Regions from separate parts of the Sorghum bicolor genome. Here region 1 is linked to region 2. The links are chromatin contacts, called in public HiCAR-type maps. All regions are on one chromosome and are shown on one strand. Each heading gives the region's core, a stretch centred on a gene start, on an enhancer-like site or on the middle of the called end of the contact. The rest is flanking DNA. Distances are from core to core; before and after follow the strand shown.

The links. HiCAR-type assays count read pairs that join an accessible place to other places.
Region 1: a contact with region 2 is called in a HiCAR-type map of leaf, with 2.3 times the contacts expected there. The contact joins the promoter of LOC8062218 here to the promoter of LOC8062216 in region 2. A contact is called at or near these places in 1 of 4 Hi-C or Micro-C datasets (leaf) and 1 of 1 datasets of contacts at active chromatin or transcription factors (leaf).

Annotation. Positions count from the first base shown.
Region 1 is chr1:12,759,294-12,762,600 of Sorghum_bicolor_NCBIv3, forward strand. LOC8062218 (kxDL motif-containing protein 1) reads left to right here and starts at 1,349. Exons shown (of 3, transcript XM_002464136.2): 1 at 1,349-1,584. The coding sequence starts at 1,466.
Region 2 is chr1:12,712,215-12,715,764 of Sorghum_bicolor_NCBIv3, forward strand. It overlaps LOC8062216 (U3 snoRNP-associated protein-like YAOH), which reads left to right and starts at 1,921. Exons shown (of 7, transcript XM_002464134.2): 1 at 1,921-2,499. The coding sequence starts at 2,081. LOC8062215 (cationic amino acid transporter 1) reads left to right here. Exons shown (of 2, transcript XM_002464133.2): 2 at 1-893. The coding sequence ends at 662.

The DNA.
Region 1 (3,307 bases), core at 99-2,598, 47 kb after region 2:
TATCCAAGAGTTTAAAAATAAGACAATTTTACATCAGGAATCCTATATTATTTCTAATATCATAATCACTTTTACTCTCTCTCTCTTAAATTTGCATCCGGAAATCTTTTCTACTCTCTATTCTTTCTCACACCCTTCCACCTTCAGAAGACGGTGTGGGGAAGAGCAATACGCGTGACAAAGGTTGCGCACAATTTTACGCACGATACCGGTCTATTTGCCAATTGCCAATAGATGGAAAGGGGATATGAGGTACTTTGGGAGATGAGTTTTTCTCCTTTTTTCCAAAAAATATGGATGAGGAAGGGATATGGAGTACTCCAGGAGATGCTCCTATGTCCTAAAAAGAGTGTCCATTGTTCTTTCCAAATTATAAAGCGTTTTGATTTTTTTAGTTATATTGCTTTTACTATGTCTAGACATAGTGTGTATCTAAGTGTGTATAGTTATGTGTCTAGAAAAATAAAAACATTTTATAATTTTGGAATGAAGGGAATGTCAATCTGGATAAATATTTGTCTAAATCCATATCACATTCATTGATTCCAACGGAATCGTGGCATTGATGCTAATGTACTTTCGCTTCATCATGTTATGCTTAATCAGTTTTAACAGTATCCTGTTTTCTTATGGTAGTGAATTTGATGGAGCCTGTAAACACATAGTTAGATTCCTTATGGTGAAAGCTGTCTACTTGAATTTATTTTCTGGACTATGATACAGTTGCTTATGTTTTTCTAGATCTATTTTAGAATTTAATGACGCTATTTTCAGTAGTAGTGATTTGTCTGTCGACGTGTGCGTTTGTATTTTTCTCAATTTATCATACATGATTTAACTATGTTATTGTTTTAGTTATAACAGACGTGTCCATCCATAGAAACACACCTATGGCGACGATGTCTCAACATAGAGTTTCATGTCTTAGTTTTCAACACATCTAATTTTGGAAACAGTGCAGAAAAGTTTATGGGGATGACTCCCATGAAACTTTTATTATCTCTCACTTTATTAATACGGTATTACGTCAGCATATTTAATGCCCATAAAACTCTGATGAAATCATATTAAGACTAGCTGCCTAGTTGTATTCCGTACTGTAATTCACACACACACACACACAAATGGAAGCAGCCTATTTATTTCCATGGGCCGATCAATGTTTACGATGGGCCACTTTATAAGCCCAGAGGCTGGTTGCCAGACGGACTGAACTCACAGTCCCATCCAGCAACAGAAATCCGTTTTGGCCCAAGTGAAGCGGCACCACGAGGGTCCAGTCCGAGTGTCCAACTGACGCTCGGGCTCCCCAATCCCTCCCACCCGGAAAATTTTCGATCTGTTTTGGCCCAATCGCTCGCAGGTCGCAGCGCTTCGACCCGGACCCCGGAGCGGAGGCCGGAGGGGGAATCCACAGCCGCGGTGCCGCGTTGGGAGCAACAGGGACGGCGGAGGCGGTGAAGCCATGGAGAAGCCGCTACCGGAGCCTGCCCCTTCGGCAGCCGCGGAGGAGGTGGCCGAGCGGTTCAGGTCGCTCGTCGACCCCGATGACATCGCCTCCATCAGGCAGACGCAGCACCTCATGTGAGCTCGCCCACTCCCCCTCCTTCCATCCCCGATTCCGTCGAGCCCTGAATGGTTCAGATGTTCTGATTCATCAGTACTACTGCTGTGGCTTTCAGTTGCTGTGTGCCTAGCGTGCTAATTGAGATATTTTTGGGTATTCCCCTCGACAGATTTTTAGACGGTTCTGGGCCTAGGTTCAGTGCGATATAATTGGCTATTTGCCATTGCAGTTGTTGCCTCCTTGCTTACAATTGCCACTGAGTCTATGAAGAAGTCACCAATCAACCACCTATAGTAAATTAGTAATTTGTTGCTCGATTGCTTCCATGCCTGATGATGATTCATCATCTAAAGAGTGTCCTGACATGTGCTGCCCTTATTACTCTTCGCCTTTTGTTTCTCTGAAAAATATTTCCTAGGTGCTTACTAAAATTTCACATGGATCCATGTATAGAGTTCACAGTTAAACAAATGGTCATTGTGGCGCTTAAACCTGGTTTTCCATTTCTGCATTTGATCAAAGGAATTGAAACTTCTCTGCCATTGAACGGACACCTGTTGCTATTTTGGGTTCATGCATATTCTTAGTCATGTAAAAGGCATATTTGACAATTTAAACTTTTATAGTATCTGTAGTTAGTGAAGCTTGCATTAGTTTAGCTTGCCCTGTTTCTACTAATATTACAAGATGTTCTAAACAGTATTATAGTTCATACATGGCACCTTCCAGTGGTTAAATCATATGAAAATGGAATTGTATTATTTAGAAAATTTTGTTTAATTGAAATTGGTGTGAACAAATGCACTCAATTAGAAGTTCAGTTAAATATTTCAAAATTTGCATTACAGTTACAGACATAATAAGAACAGATTTTAATATTTACATGTGACATATGTATTTGCCAAATATGATAGCATGATGAATTCCATGATCATGTTTCAAAGAAAAAGGAACCTGCCTAGGGTTATGATCCTAAACTTTTATGGTATTACATTTAGTTAAGGTTGCATTAGTTTAGTTTTCCTTCTTATTGTATTAATTACAAGATGTTCTAAACTGTATTATTGTTTAGACATGTATGTTAAAGCCCTTCACTTGTATGACTATCTTTACTAGAACTAGAAGTAAGATGATCCTATCAAATCCCAAACTAGTATTTGCTTTAACTGACAAAAGCTTACAGAGGAAAAGCTATGTGTGCTATTAACGACTAATGATGACTTAAGAAGGTATGCCTTGTCTTGTGCTGGCATATCAGAATCCAACTTAATTATGGATGGAACTTGACTTCCAAACTAGATGTGCATTCTGTGAAAGGTTTTGTTGATATCAGGTTGTCAGAATCTGTTTAGAAATTCTGGGAATCCTATCTAATAATTAAGAGAGCAATTTGATCTACAAGTTCATGTTATCACTTGATATACTTTTTAGGATTTTATCTTAAGAAAACTTGAATTTTTCCAATGATTCACTGAGCAGAGTACCGTTTGTTAGTAGTCAATACCTGCAAATTTAGCTTCTTGTTGCAAACAGCCCAAGATTCCAACATTATAGAGTTTGGTTGTTTCTAAACCTTACTATTTATTAATTACGATCCTCAAATGTACATAACTAAATGGATGTAGCTGTTGTATAACTTTTCCTTTTGGAATAGAGGAATGTACCTCTTAGGCACCTACGATCTCTAAGAAATTGAGAAGCACTTGATTCTTTAGGAGAACGGTATTTTCTAGCACTTTA
Region 2 (3,550 bases), core at 671-3,170:
ACATCGCCCGGACGCACATGATGCCGCCGTGGCTCGCGCAGGTGCACCCGCGCACGGGGACGCCCGTCAACGCCACCGTCGTCATGCTCGTCGCCACCGCCGTCATCGCCTTCTTCACCGACCTCGGCATCCTCTCCAACCTCCTCTCCATCTCCACGCTCTTCATCTTCAAGCTCGTCGCCGTCGCGCTGCTGGTCCGCCGCTACTACGTCGCCGGGGAGACCACGACCGCCAACCGGAACAAGCTGGCGGCGTGCATCGCCGCCATCCTCGCCACGTCGACGGCGACGGCGACGTGCTGGGGCGTCGACATCAACGGGTGGGTGCCGTACGCGGTGACGGTGACCGCGTGGTTCGTGTCCACGGTGTGCCTGTGGGCGTTCGTGCCGCAGGCCAGGGCGCCCAAGCTGTGGGGCGTGCCGCTGGTGCCGTGGCTGCCGTCGGCGTCCATCGCCATCAACGTCTTCCTCCTGGGCTCCATCGACTCCAAGTCGTTCATGCGCTTCGGGTACTGGACGGCCGCGCTGCTGGTTTACTACCTCTTCGTCGGCCTGCACGCGTCCTACGACACGGCCAAGGCGCTCGCCGCCGAGTCTGCCATCGCCAAGGTGGAGAACGGCGACGACAAGCCGGCACGAGGCGCCGTCCATAACGGCGTGTAATGAAGGGAGATGTAATCGTGAATATAAAGTGCTACACTATGGTTGTTAGTCGCTGACAGGCGAACATAAGTTTGTACAAATCTTCAGACTTATTCGTGTTGAGTTACTAGGTCCGTACAATGTATATTGGACAATGTATTTTTTTTTCGTCTCCTGGTGACCAGCCGCCGTTGTTGAGACGTAGAGTGTGCTCAAGGTGTGGTTAACCGTTAAGCCTAATGCATTCATTTTCAACAATAATAAGTTGCCTTTCTGTGTAGCTACGTGGAAGCTGCTTTTTGCAAGTGAAGTTGAGCTTCATTTGTACCGTATCCCACCTGACCTCCATCTTTTAGTCATGACTTATGAATTGGCTAACCTCTTTTGTAGTATGTTGATTCTTCTTTCATTTGTACAGCCCAGATAAGTTCATCATTCACACTTTGGTATACAACACAAAAAAGGGATTTGATCGACATATTTGAATATTCGCATTTAGCTGTTTTATATATGAATTTTTGTATCACCAATTCATCAAATTATTTGCCATTTGGCAATATGCCGAAAGATCTATCATCTGCAGGCTCTGAGCCCCCCCGCAAGTACACATGTACTCCCTCCGTCTAGTAATATAATATATCCTCAAACATAATACATTCCCGAGAACAAAAACCAATTTTACATTAAATACTTTTTGTTTATCGACTAATCACCATCAATCACGTTAGAGATAATGCTTGATCAGGAAATAAAATAAAAATACATACATCTTTACGTTTTTTCTTAATTTGTCTTAGAAACCCTAAGATGTACTATATTACAGAATAGAGGGAGTATATCTTTCATAATGCCAAACCGTTCATAGTTACTGGAGTAGCTGTGGAAGAATCTTATTAGGGTTTGGATTGCATCTAATTGTAAGCTGATCCCTCTATCGATGCTGCTTGCTTGCCTTTGGTTGATCAATCGGGATTATTTCACCCATCTGAATTATCTTGTTTGGTCAACTATTGTCGTGTGAATGAGAATTTTTGGATCATCATCTATCCTCATTCCTCAATTCCTCATTCGTTGCTATCCTAAACTTACGGTCGGCCGTCGAGTGTGCCCCCGTTTTCAGTCACAGTAAGAGGGCCCAACAAATGTAGAAAAATATAGGAGCAAATCGACCCAATTTACATTCCGGGAGAAGCTCGGCCCAGACTCTATTCAACCCCATCCGGCCCAAAATTCAGGTTAGCCGCCGCCGACCGGTTAAGCCCTCGTCCGCAACTCCACTCCTGTCTTAAACCCTCGCCTTTCCGCCGCCCGTCGCTTGACTCGCTTCCCCCAAACTCTCGTGCTCACCCCCCGGCGGCGGCGGCGGCGGCGAAACACCGCGTTGCCTTCCACCGAAATCCTAGCGCAAGCGTGAGCGCTCGCTTTCCCCACCAGACACCATGGCGCCGCGCCCCCGCAAGCGGGCCTCGCGCCCCAAGCCCCGCCCGGGCTCCCGACGTGGCGGCGGCGGAGGGGACGACGACCCCTTCTTCGAGTCCGAGCCCAAGCGCCGCCGCGGGGGCCGTGACGAGGACATCGAGAGCGAGGACAGCGACGACGACGGCGGCGTGGCTGCGGTTGGTGGCGGATTTGATGAGGATGGGGACGGGGGCGGCGAGGAGGAGGACGAGGAGACGGTGGGGGAGAAGAAGATGCGTATGGCGAAGGAGTGGCTGCAGAAGGTCACTGAGGTCGCTAAGAGGGGGCAGGAGGATGACGACGAGGACGAGGACGAGTCGGGAGGGAGACGGGTGGCGGAGATCCTGCAGAGGAAGCAGCTCGAGGAGAGCGGCAGGAAGCGGAGGGAGATTGCCGCGAGGTCAGAAACAAATTCCCCTCGAGTTATCTCCAGAATGGTAGTTTGTCAGTTGTACTACGTATCTGTTTATGTGGGAGTTTACTGTATTTACCCGCTCCACTACCATTGAGTAACTCATTTGGGGTTTGCATGTGACCCCAGTTCGTAATTTCACAAATGAAGGAACAGAACCTCTTTTGGTTTAGGGTAGTGATTGGAGTGGAGAGTGCTCTTTAGCTACTGGTTAATTCCCCTTGAAGCAAATTACATTACAACCCTGTCTTGGGGTTGGGAGAGGGGGCTGCAAATCAGTGCTTAGAATAGGAACACCATTTGTTGGCCCAGGGATTAATTAAGGGGGTGTTTAGTTCCCCATAGAATACAAAATGCAAAATGCCAACTACTTTGGAGTGATGAAATGCAAAATGCCAAAATTTTCAGGGTCATGTTTAGAGTTCCATCCAAAATGCAGAATTTATTGCCCTCATAAGAGCATCTTGAGGCTCTTTTTGGGGTTTTTTTGGCCTCTTGAGGCCAAAATCCGAAATGGAGAATGACTACCTTTTTGCCAAAAAATTTGCATGGTGTTTAGTTCCATTATGCAAAATAATGGACCGAAACCCAAGTTTTTTTTGGGGAAAAAGGGGAACTAAACACCCCCTGGCGGCTGTTCGAATTCGATTCCTCCAGCATTCCTTGCTCTGAGGCCCAGCAACTCGAACTTTCCTAAGCAGGGAGGAAAGATAGAATCAAGATCTTTCTTTATTATTGCATTCCTCTAGAACTCGATGAGAAAAGAATAGGTAGAACCCAGTTTCGCACGATTCCGATTCCCAGCCTCTCCTCTGCACTTAATGCTTGTATTTTGAAATTAATTATTTGAAGTGAAAAAAAATAAAACAAGTTGTATTAAAGTTTTCCTACTCCCACAGAAAGTTCTAACATTTTTTGAAGCATATTTTCATTTATATATTTTTCTAATGCAAAAAACAATTTTTTATGTGGACCGGAATCCAGTCTAACAGCCAAACAGTTTCACAAAGTGATTCTGATTCATCTTTTGAAACGTTTC